4 separate regions of the Mus musculus genome follow, and all the other regions are linked to region 3. A link is a contact called in public promoter capture Hi-C data. All regions are on one chromosome and are shown on one strand. The core of a region is the stretch at or near the end of the contact, and the rest is flanking DNA. Distances in the headings are between cores, read along the strand shown. Region 1 holds the start of Ap3m2 (adaptor-related protein complex 3, mu 2 subunit). Region 2 holds the start of Kat6a (K(lysine) acetyltransferase 6A). Region 3 holds the start of Nek3 (NIMA (never in mitosis gene a)-related expressed kinase 3). Region 4 holds the start of Ikbkb (inhibitor of kappaB kinase beta).

Region 1 (2,921 bases), core at 185-2,684, 640 kb before region 3:
TGTTTGCAAAGCAGAGGTTTGGTTTGCTTCTGAGAGTAATCTTTATCTAAATAACTACTTAGAAACTAAGTATGTTATTTGAAAACTTCTTTTTTTTTGGACCAATCTCTTTTCTTCCTCCGGAAATCTTCTCATTTGATGACTATTTCTTCTGTAATTTCAAACGGGACGTATGAGGCAATGTCACAAATCGTTCTTTTTTTTTTTTTTAAGCTTTGAAATTATTTTTAAAATTTCTTCTCACACCCCTCCCCCGCGCGCGCCCGGCCCCGGGTGAGTAGCGACCAGGTGGGCAGCACAAGCCTTTAATCCCAGCACTCCGGAGGCGGGAGGCAGAGGGAAACAGTTCAAAGCTGTCCCGATCTGGAGACTTCCCGGCCAGCCAGAATTGTTCAGCGAAACTGTCTCAAGTAACAAAACGAAAGGGAAAATAAACACACACACACACACACACCCGTTTTTGCATGTATGAGGTACGCGTTTGCATTTGTGCATGGAAACACTTGTAGGAGTCAGAATATCACTCCTCACCTTCCATCTGATTTGAGGTAGGGCCTCTTGTTTTTAGGTACTGCCAGAGACCTTTCGGAGACTCATCTAGATTGGCACGACCGTCATCACCGCAGTTTGTCATTTCATCTTACAGTGTGCCCAGCAGTTTTTGCAACCCCCTTCACACTTCATCTTACCGAATGCCTCATTTTAATCTAACTGAAGATAAAATTTCCATCGGATCTCTGCTTCACACTTTCCCGAGTCACAGTAACCTGTGATCTCTTTAAATTTAAGGTGGTTTCAAAGACCTGCCCCAACACCTTCATTATCGGATCTGGGAACTGAGAGTCTGGAAGGAGAAGTCAGTCTTATCTGTCTGTCTGTCACTCTTTCTCTGCCTTGCTCCCCCCTCCCCACTACGTCTCTACTTTTCTCCCTTCCTTTCCTCTCTTGTCTTCTCCCCTCCCCTCCTTTCCTCTATTCTTCCCGGTTCTTTCCCGCTGGCTTGGAACTCCCTGTGTAGACAACAAGGTTGGCCTCGAACTCACTGAGATACTTCTGCTTGTCTCCTGAGTGCTGGGATTAAAGACCTGCGCCACAGGCCCGGCAAGCAGTCGCTTTTTAAGTGCACCTGTGTAATGGAGGTTAGTTATGATTGGTTATCTGTGATGCATTAAATTAGAAGCATCCCGGGAATCATTTTACCTTTCCGGTCACTTTCTAGCTCCCCGGAGGCCCTTTGTGACTGGATGACCGACTGTCTTCATCCTCCAATCGGGGCTTGGAGTCTCAGAGCTACACCAATTGAAGGTTACCGGACCTTCAATAAAGACCAATCGGATGCTAGAGCCTAGCAAGCGAACGGCGATCAATCAGAGCGCAGGAGCGGCAGCCGGGGAGCGGCTGGCCAATCAACGTGAGAGCGGTGAGGAGGGGGCGGAGCCTTCGTGCAAGGAGCACTGCGCAGCGCGACTGCGCTGCGGAGCCGGAACGGAGCCTGAGACCTGGTCGAAGCTGGTAGGGTTGGGCTGGGCGCGCGCGGATGGGAAGGGCTGCGTTGGGCGTCGCCTGGGAGAGAGGTACGGGAAGAGTCCCGGGCTACAAATGCCGTTGCCATGGCAACGCAGGTGCACAGTTCTGGGACCAGGGTCCCTGCTTCTGGACAGTTTTCAGGCTGGAGCCCCAAGGCCCATAGGGCCTCCAATACCCTAGGCTTGCAGGCTGCTGGGCTGCAACCTCTCGATGGCTGTCTTGGCAGCCGACGATCTGGACTCTCTCCTGGGGCACTAGGAAAACAGGTCTTAGCAATGTGACCAGTTGTGCTAGCTCAAGTCAGTTCGCTTCTAGGCCACCCCTGGGTGCAGCAAAGCTGCCTCATCCTGGAGATGTCACTGTAGACAAACTAGGGTGTCTCCAGAGATTTTTTTTTTAAGCATCCAGCGGAATGCTTTGTGCACAAATAATTCAGAGAATAGGTCCTTAGTGAATGAGTAAAGATCACAGTGGCAAAGATTCCAGGGGCTGGCTCTGCTCAGGAGAAGTAGAAAGCACATCACATATGCTGTTTCGAATAGGAATCGTGGTAAGCTAACGATAAGTTAAATTTTAATATATTTCATTTGACCCAAACATATTACCAGTATTAAATAAGTGGTAAGATATTTAAAATTGAGTCTTTTTTCCCAACCGAAGCTGTCCAGTCTCTAATCTTACAGTATATGTCAGTACTATCGGCCTCTTTTCAAATGCCCACTACCCATTTAAATAGTGCCTAACATCTTTGTTTATTTCATCTAGATTTTTTTTGTTTTGTTTTGTTTTGTTTGTTTTTTTGAGACAGGATCATGTTATGTAACCCAGGCTAGTCTCAAACTTGTGATCCTCCTGTCTTAGCTCCCAAGTGCCTGGCAAAGTCGGATTTAAAAGAAAATTAAGTATATTTATGTGCACCCATGTGAACAACAGGTTGTCACTTCTCTTCTCTCATGTTATGAGTCCCAATGAAATTGAATCCCATTGTTTGGATCGTTAGCAAGCCTCACCTGCTGAGCCATCTCACAAGCCTGAAACTAGTGTTTTAAGTGGATCTAACTCGGGCAATAATAACAGAGAACTGAAAATCTACAACAGACAAACAAATTGGCTGCTAGTTATTATTGGGAATTCAAGGGAAGAATCCTTAGGGCTCATGTAATAGTAGCAGGTATGTCTGGCCGGTGGCCTGCAGGCCACATGTGGCCCAGGACAGCTAGGAACGTTGCCCAACACAAAACGGTAAACTTCCTTAAGTCATGGGGACATTTGCTTTCCCATCTCGTTTTGTGACTTGTATGCTTCCTGAGGGTGTTTTTGTGGATGACAGTGTCGTGTTGGCAGTATCAAAAAGTTGAATGCACCAATGGGAAGAGGACTTGGGCCTGATCCTC
Region 2 (2,700 bases), core at 110-2,609, 690 kb before region 3:
AGCACCCGGGGCCAAAATGTATTTCAAAATTAGCTAACTAAAAGAAGTACCCCCCTCCCCAGGAGGGGTGCTTCATATTAGTGGAGGTTTTACGAGGACAAACATCAGAATTATTACCCAAGGGATGTTTCTGATATAGACACTAACTTTAAAGTAACCAGGACTAAGACCTAAGAAGGTGGGAACACCCTATGTGGCTGAGTTTTCAGGTGAAAAAGAATGAATGACAGTCACACATTGTCTTTCCGGCCGGAAGTTTCCCCAATCTGCGAGTCTGCACAAACCAACGCTCTGAAGATCTGAACCCTAACTCTCAGAAAGTACACTCGCGAGCTAGAAAGAAAGACCAGCCGGGCTCGCAAAGCCCTTCCCGCTCTCTCTCCCAACCCAAAACACATCTGCGCGCGCCCTCGATTTAAAGCCCAAGGAACTTTAAAAAAAACTTGAAGCGGCAGAGCCCCGCAGTTTGCCAGCGGACCGCTTCGCCGGTCCCATTCTATGGAAACACAGCCCGGAGAGTAAGTTAACAATGAAATCACGTGGAGTTAGGAGCATAGTAAGCTCTAGCCCCAGCTCCTCCGAGCTCTTCGCTCCAAGGGGTCGGCTCAGAAGAGCAGCAAGGGGGACACCGGCTGTGACGGAGCCTGACAGGTAGGGCAGGTCCGGCCCAAAGTCGCGGAGCTCTTGACAGGCAAGCCCGCCGCCACCCGTCCCGGCTAGGGGCTGACAGTCCGACAGACACAACACCACACGTGCTGCCTGCTCCAGACCACTGCACCCACCAGGCTGTCACCCTGCACCGCTCAACCCCGCTCGGATCTCCGCGCACTCCGCACAGCCCGGAGTGCGCGCCCGCCCGGCGCCGGGAGCGGCGGGAGCGGCGGGCGGGCGGGCGGACGGACGGCGGGCGCGCCCCCGAGGGAGAGCGGGCGAGCCCGCACAGCAGCCCCAGGCTCCGCGGCCTGGCTGCTCGGCGCCAGGGAGCCCCGGCTCCCGGAGTGGGCCGCCGGCGGAGCTAGGGCGGCGGCGGCGGCGGGCCCGTCGGCGCGAGCCCGGAGGGCGGGCGCGGGCCGGGCCGCGGAGTCGGACGCGAGGGGGCGGCCGCGGCGCCCAGCCCGAGGCCTGGCGCAGAGCAGCGGGGAGGCGGCGCAGGCCGCGGCGGGGCCTGCAAGCGGCCCGCCGTCCCCGCGAGGCGCCGAAGCAGACTCCGGGGCGGCCTAGCCTCGGGCTCGGCAGCTGGGAGCGACCGGGGGCGGCCCCTCGGCTCCTTACCTGGGGGGAAGACAGCCGGGATCCCGGGGGCCCGGGCCGGACCGCGGAGATGCCCCAAACTGACACGGCCGCCATCTTGGAGACAGTGAGCTCCGACTGGGGGGAGGGGAGGCCAAGCGGCGGAACAGCCGCGGGGGGAGGGGAGCGTCGCGAGGGAACGGCTGCCTGGGGAGGGAGCGGGAACAGCCTGCGCGGGCGGGCGGGAGGGAGGGAGCGGAGGAGCGCGGGAGGGGGGCGGCCGGTAGCTGGAAGAGCCGGCTCGTCGCCGGGAAGGGCCGGAGGGCGGGGCCACGGGGGGCGGGGTGGAGGGAGCCGCTGGGCGGGTCACGTGGGGCGGGTACAAAAGGCCGAAGCCCGGGTGGAAGCGGGAGTTGGCCGGGCTGGAGGCCAACAGCTGGGGGCGTCCCCTCCTCCTTTCTCACGCGCAGCGATCGGGCAGAATGGCGAGGCCACAGGCGGAAGGTGCACCCGGATTATACAGCCCGGGAAACTTGGAGCGGGCGGGCGGGCGGGCGGGCGGGCGGGCGGGCGCTTGGGTGGGGCGGCTTCGGCGCGACGCCGAAACCTCGGAGCTAGGAAGCTCGGAGCTCCCGGCGCGCGGCGTCCGCCCGGGTTCCCAGGCCCTTGTTAGCGCCCGGGGGCGTGCACCCGCGGCTGCCTTGCAGGGTCGGGGACACACACACACACACACACACACAGTGGCTTCGGGAGCTCCGTGGCTGGGCGGGGGAACGCGGGTGGCAGGAGTTCCTTCTTTTGCCTTCGCCTTTCTGCTCACTCTGCACTCCAGCTGCTCATCCCCCCGTGGTTCAAAGAATAGTCTGGCTAGAAAGGGGAGAGGGCACGAAGTTGGACACTCCTTGTCAGCCAACAAGATGCCCACCTAGGGCACTTGACTGACCCCCCTGCCCGCAAGTCACTAAACCTTGGAAACATGTTTATAAGAAACACCACCCACCGAGCTCGGTTTCTAGGACTTGGACAAGGTCACACAGCTATTATGGCACGGTTGCTTGTGGAACCTGGGTCTTTCTCTTCTTTTCCTACCCTGTGCAGTTTGATGGCTGAACCGCAGAGACTCTTGGCTAGGGCAAGCCTCTCCGCTACTGGCTACCTGTTTCTTTGTCTTTGGTCCACTAGAAACTCTTGAGATTGAGTCCCACACACACATACCCCTTCCCTGGAAAGACGTTAAAGCTCAACAGCTTGAGACTTGTATTGCTGCTACCCTTGCACTTGGTTTATGTCCCCTTCCTAGACTGTTAACCCCCCGCCACCTCATTTTATCATAGCTTTACCAAAAAGGAAAAAAACACCTGCTAGTCGCTGCCATAACTTTGATATTACTTTGTTGGTTTTGTGCTTTATTCACTTTACAGTTCAGGTGTAGTCGTAATGCTTTTAGTATATTCCCAGGTTAATGTTCTT
Region 3 (2,955 bases), core at 260-2,759:
AAGCTGGAGACCAGGCATTCTAAACATAAGCTTTAGGGATAACTCAGATTCAAACTGAGTGTTGGTGAGGTCTAGGGATGGAAAGCTTCCTGTCTGCGAAGCATGAACTGTGGATGAACTACATGCTCGCCCGTAACTCCATCCTTGGATGTTGCGGCTGGACTGTTCTCCACCACAGGTGGTCTGTACCACACCCACTTTTCCCCCGGTATCTTCTTTCTTTTGTTTAATTCCCACCCATTGAGATTTATTTATTTTTATGTGCATGTATATCTATGCACCACATGAGTGCAGTACCCTCAGAAGCCAGAAGAAGGTGTGAGGCCCCTTGGAGAAACTGACAGTTGTAAGCTGCCACAGGGAGCTGGGAATTGAACCTGGGTCTGTCCTTCCCTCCAGGGATTTCCAAAACCAAGTCATTTTTGGTTGTCAAGCTAGTGGTTCACACACGTAATCCCAGCAGAGGTGGCAGACCTGTGCTTTCCAGGCTGGTCTAGCCTTCGTAATGAAAACTATCTCCAAAAATAAAACAGATGGGGAGACAGCATAGTGAGTACCGGCATCAGTTGGTGGACAGAGAGAGCCCCGAGACACAACAGCCCCAGCAAAGAATCAAGAGTCCCAAATGTGGACAGTGCTGCAGCTGAGGAACCCTGATAGATTCCTCTCCTCTCCTCTCTCAATGCTACTTAATGACTTACACTGCCTGATAAACCACCTATTCCAGCAATTGACTTGTAGGTTTCCAGTGTCCCTTTCTACCCTGCCTCCCGCCCCCTCAGGGTCTAGTTCCCTGCTTCCCTGCTGTACATTTGACTGTAGCCTGGTTGGCCATTGGACCCTCTGCCTAACATCTTGGGGGTGTCTGGGTCTGCTGTCCTGTGATTTGAATTTCTTCTACAAACATTAGTTCCATCTGGGATCAGTAGGGAAGGGGAGAAGGGGAGGGTGGGGTGAACAGTCTCGTCAGTTGAGGCCAGATTTTGGTCTCATTCCTGCCTTTTGTTCCTTTATTCTGCACCCCTAAATGTTAACACTTGAGACAGTCCTGACTTGCCTACCAGGAACTTGCTCTGTAAACTAGGTTGGCGTCCAATTCTGGATCTCCTGCCTCAGCTTTCCGAATGCAGGGATTACAGACATCCTACCACGTCCTGGTACAACTAGAATCTTAATAACTTTCTGCTATTTCCGGGAAGAAATACACATTTCAGAATGAGATGCATTATTTTGGGGTGGTGCATTATTTTGTTTTTCACTTTTTCCAAAGTCATACAGTAAATGCTAGCAGTGTCCCTGTGGAATTTATGTTTGTTGTCTGTCTGCCTAATCTGGAGCAATAACTCAAATTACTGGGGGCACCGGTTCAAAACGTTAGCAATATCCTACCGCAAGGTGGCAAAACAGCTTTAAAACAGCTCTTTGGGGCTCAGCTACTCAGAGAACAGCGCCTAGGGCCAGACCTCAACAGTTTCCTCTGCCCACAGCTAGGGGCACGCCCCGCCCACGCCCCGCCCACTTCCCAGGCCTCGCAAGGAGCGGAGAAGCGACGCACGCCGCTGGGAGGTGGGTGAAGGGAGCTGTACGGGTCGGCCGCGGTGGAGAGAGGAGCGGGTGGAGCCTCTTGCCCCCCCCCCCCCCGCCCCCTAAGCCGCCGGTCGGCGCTCGCCCGCTGCGGGGCGACGGCCAAATGTGGGCGCATCACTCAGCCCGTAGGCTGTGCGCCCCAGTCGCTGAGTTCGGTGCGCGCATGCGCGTCGGAGACTGCTCGTGCGGCTGAAGCGGAGCAGCTTCGGGAGGGTGGGTGTTTTGGTAGGGAAAGGTTGGTGGGTCTCCAGGGTGTGTGTCCTGGGATCTCTGTCTAAACTGACCCCGCTTCTGGGCACTTGCAAATCACTTTAGGCTCTTTTAAACAATTGGTTTATCTTTATTAAAGGCGTATTTGTTTATAAACACTGGAAGGAACCCATCAGCTTTCGCCACACCTAGTGTAATAAGGCTTGTGTTTATGGGTGTAATACTGGCTATCGAACACATGGAGATTAAAAATACTAACTTGATTTTTCAGTCAAGGAAAGCCTGGTTGCTCATCAGTCATTTTGATAGCATAGGTAAAAGTCCTCAGGCACCAGGAACAGGAAAAAAGCAATTGAAACCAGAGACCACTTAAGACCCCTGTGAAGACCAGTGTGAAGGGCTTGGTTGTTTTCTTCTAGGTTTTTATTGGTTGGGGGGGGGGGGGAGCGGTGGGGGGACAGCCCCCATTTGTAGCCCTGGCTGGCCTGAAACCCATGGTGTGAATTAGTTGACTTTGGACTTAGCAGTGGTTACAGGCTGTGATTCACCAACTTCTGCCTCCTGAGTGTCATAGGTCTGTTACTTGTGTCTGGGTGTGTTCAAATGCCTCACTCCTGGAAACACGGCGTTGGATTTGGTTATATGGAGGATTTGTTGCTATAGTCTCCTGGTAACTCTGTGATAGACTGGAAAGCAAACTGGAAGGCACAGTCTATTTGTTTGGCTAGTTTTTGAGACAGTGGCTGGCCTGAGACCCATGGCGATCATCTTGCCTCTGCCTCTTAAGTGCTAATCTTACAGGTGTTGACTACCCAACCCCAGCTACGGACTAGAAGCTTTGCAGGTCCTAGCAGGGTTTGATCTTCGATGTTTGTACTACATCTTGTGCTCTACATTTTACAGCTTGTGGGTGGTTTAAATAAATAAATAAATAAAAACAATTTAGCTTTGTGAACGGAAAAAAATCAAGTAATTCATGCCAGTATTTTTCCTGTGATGAAAAAAGTGTATGAGTTCTAAGTGTAGGCGTCTCCCACAACTTCTATCCCACCCGTGTAGTCCAGGGTCTTTAACATGTTAGGCAAGCAGCTACCTCGGGTCTTCCTGAGACTGTGTCTCTTGTGTAATTGCTTCTTGTGTATATAGCTTATGTGCCAG
Region 4 (3,016 bases), core at 439-2,938, 540 kb before region 3:
TACCTTGATTTAGTCCTTAAAACTGTACAACGTCTTAAAACTTCTTCCATGTTGGAACATTATATTCATACATGCTTCAGAATAAACTATGATCTTTTTATTCCTTTGAGGAGGTGAGAGCTGTTTCTTTGGATGATACAGTGTACCCTTGATTCCCACTTCCACTTGTATTTGTGTCAAGTACAGGAATCTTTTACCTCAAAATAGGAAGTGAAATAACTACAAGGTTATTGCAGTTGTCCTGACTGGAATGGAGGCTAAAGAGTCTCCTGAGCTCCTCTTTCTGACTTTTAAACTGCCGACATAACAGACCCCGAGAAACTGTAATCTCCCCCAGGAACATCATCTGAGGCCACGTGGGAACCCGTGTAAGAAAGCTGTGACTGTCCCGTGAGCTGTGGTTGGGGCAGAGTGCAGAATGTTCTTCCACAAGTGGCCTTCTAGAAATAATTGCAAACCCCATAAAAAGTGGATGCTCTCAAAAGGGGCGACATGAAGGGTATGGCTTGGGATGTCCACGTTCTCTCTGTGGGAAGGGTGGGGTCCTGGGAGGAATATTCTTGGCTTTTTCCCACAGGTGCAAGGATGATAAGACATAATACCAAGTGTTTTTTCACTTGCTGTTCTTGTATTTGCTTAAGCTCTCTGTAAACATCATCTCATGTTTTGCTTGCTTTAATAATAAAAGAGTGAGAAGTTCTTTATTTGCTCTATTCTTGAGTTCAAACGCTTAGAGTCCCCAGGTTATCCCACAAAGATCTTTGGCTTTCAATCCAGGGAGACTTTGTTAGCCTTGCTGGTCGCTGTCCGCTGCTGGGTTCGGATCTAAAAAGCCAGTAAATGTCAGAAGCCTGGAGCCACTGTGCCACCTTCAGAGGAGCAGAGATTTCACACCGTCTGACAAACGCCACATCATAGGAGAAACTGGAGCCTAGACAACGATGGTGGACCAGAACATATATTGAGCATGACTACTTAGTTATGTATACCACTTGCCTTCCACTTAAACCCAAACCTCATGGCAGGACCCCAAAATTAGACTTGGATCGGCAGAGGTATGGGTGAGAGAGATTAGATCGCTGTCTTTCCCCAATGTAGTCACATTGAATAAACCTCTTTTTCTCCTTTCCATTGGTAATTGTATCGTGAATTAGGCTATGGGAGGTGAGCGGCTGAACCTGGCTTGTTAGAGGCAGGGGTGGATGCTGGTAGGCGTGTGGGGTGTCCTGGTGGAGAAGACAATACCCAGCCTCTTGACCTAATAACTAGTAATTTCTTTATGCTCCCAGTGCTCAAACTCCATTTTTGATAGACAGTGCTAGTTTTTTGTTTTGTCTCTGTACTCTTCCCTCTCCTCCCTTCCTCTTTGAGGGGGATGGTGGTGTGTTACTTTCTGAGGAGCATCAGGATGGTTGATTATTCTTAATACTGAACCAGGAGCGGTGGGAGGACAGGGAGGCAATTCTTAGGACAGCCTCTAAGTCAGCACTAGTCGGGGCTCGGCAGATTCTCCCCTTATTAACTGCCTAGCCAGTCGGATCAAGCTCAGCCTAAAAAGTGCCAGGGTGAAGAAGAGCTCTCCAAGCCGCCAGGTCCTGCGCCGCCAGGTCCAGCACCTTGGCTGGCTGTGGCTGCGTCTCCGAGAGCCAGTGGCTCGCGCGTCCCCTTTAAGAGCCGTCTAGTACCCGTGACGTCAGGGCAGGAAGTGTTTGAGGAAGTGGCGCTGGGCTGGCTGCGTGGGGACCCCGAGTTTTCATGTCCTCAGCGGGTGTCGCTGGCGGCCCCGCGGCCCCCGGGGCAGGTGAGTCCCACGCGAGGGCGGCTCGCGGCGCGTGGACCGGCTCACCCGGGTGTGCGCTCCGCCTCTCCCCGGGGTCCGTGGCTGCGCCGCGCCCGATGCTGAGCGGACCCACCGGTGGGCCCGGCCGCCGCAACTTTTATTTGTTAACTACACCGGTGTCCTAGCCTCCCCTTGCAGGGCAGCAGCCACTGCTGCTCCCAGTTGCTTCTTGAGCTCCAGTGTTCTTCTTACTCTCAACTTGTCCTCTCTCCCTGCTTGCTTCTAGAGTTAGCAGGGCATCGATATGAGCTGGTCACCGTCCCTCCCAACCCAGACATGTGGAGCCTGGGAAATGAAAGAACGCCTGGGGACCGGGGGATTTGGAAACGTCATCCGGTGGCACAATCAGGTAGGGCTCTGGCACCAGGAAGGTGGGTGAGCTTTCTTGGCGCCTCTTCTGACCTGGCCCGGTGTGAATGGGTGGATCCCTGCCTAACCTTGGCGTTGTCCAATGGGAGCGTAAGAAAAAGGACTGCAAAGGGGATCTGTGAGCTGCTAAACTGACTCTTTTTAAAAAACCTTAATAACCATGCCACTTAGAAGGACACATGAGGGAGTAAGCTGTCATTCCAAGTATTTTGAAATTATATTTCTACTAATATTTAGACTAGCACGTAATACATTACATTGTGATAAATGTTGTAGAATACAGGCAGTGTTAAAAAGATGAGAGCAATAAAAAACATTTTAAATAACTTTATTTAAAATATTTTAGGTAGTTGATAACCCCAAGGTTTTTCTCTTCTCTTTCTTTCTCTCTTTCTTTCTTTCTTTCTTTCTTTCTTTCTTTCTTTCTTTTCCATGTGCCGCCATATAATGCTGAGTGATGTGGACTGATTTCATTTTTGGATCTAATTTTTATTCCTATTATTTTAGTCCTTATGTGTCTGATGTGCGTTGCTCATGTTAAAAGTTTGTGTTCTTCCAAAAAAAATTTGGGGGAGGGGGCTGGCAGTAAGTACGCTGAGATTCTTGGCAGGACTCTCTCTAGCTCGGCTGTTTACTGTGGGAGACTTATTTTATCCGATTTGGGTAATGAGTTCATCACAGTGCCTCAGGAGCACACAGTACTTGTGATGTTTCCGCTAAAGAGTACTTACTAACCTCAGGATACTTGAGTATCAGACGTGATGTGTGACTATCAAACTTGGGGGTCATGGCCTGTGCCCTAAGCTG

What was found. Promoter capture Hi-C pulls out the DNA fragments that hold promoters and counts their contacts. Capture Hi-C pulls out chosen DNA fragments and counts their contacts.
Region 1: a contact with region 3 is called in a promoter capture Hi-C map of pancreatic islet. The contact joins the promoter of Ap3m2 here to the promoter of Nek3 in region 3. A contact is called at or near these places in 1 of 484 Hi-C or Micro-C datasets (CD4 T cells) and 2 of 9 other capture datasets (liver and pancreatic islet).
Region 2: a promoter capture Hi-C map of pre-B cells shows a contact between it and region 3, with 4 times the contacts expected there. The contact joins the promoter of Kat6a here to the promoter of Nek3 in region 3. A contact is called at or near these places in 3 of 39 promoter capture datasets (embryonic stem cells, liver and pre-B cells), 1 of 484 Hi-C or Micro-C datasets (embryonic stem cells), 1 of 115 datasets of contacts at active chromatin or transcription factors (pancreatic cancer cells) and 2 of 9 other capture datasets (adipose tissue and liver).
Region 4: a promoter capture Hi-C map of pre-B cells shows a contact between it and region 3. The contact joins the promoter of Ikbkb here to the promoter of Nek3 in region 3.

What each region holds. Positions count from the first base shown.
Region 1 is chr8:22,804,167-22,807,087 of GRCm38.p6, reverse strand. Ap3m2 (adaptor-related protein complex 3, mu 2 subunit) reads left to right here and starts at 1,434. Exons shown (of 9, transcript NM_029505.3): 1 at 1,434-1,512.
Region 2 is chr8:22,858,205-22,860,904 of GRCm38.p6, reverse strand. Kat6a (K(lysine) acetyltransferase 6A) reads right to left here and starts at 1,359. Exons shown (of 18, transcript NM_001081149.2): 1 at 1,273-1,359. It overlaps Gm46036 (a long non-coding RNA gene), which reads left to right and starts at 466. Exons shown (of 3, transcript XR_001778526.2): 1 at 466-651.
Region 3 is chr8:22,164,989-22,167,943 of GRCm38.p6, reverse strand. It overlaps Nek3 (NIMA (never in mitosis gene a)-related expressed kinase 3), which reads left to right and starts at 1,509. Exons shown (of 16, transcript NM_011848.4): 1 at 1,509-1,566.
Region 4 is chr8:22,705,255-22,708,270 of GRCm38.p6, reverse strand. Ikbkb (inhibitor of kappaB kinase beta) reads left to right here and starts at 1,688. Exons shown (of 22, transcript NM_001159774.1): 1 at 1,688-1,801; 2 at 2,067-2,189. The coding sequence starts at 2,085.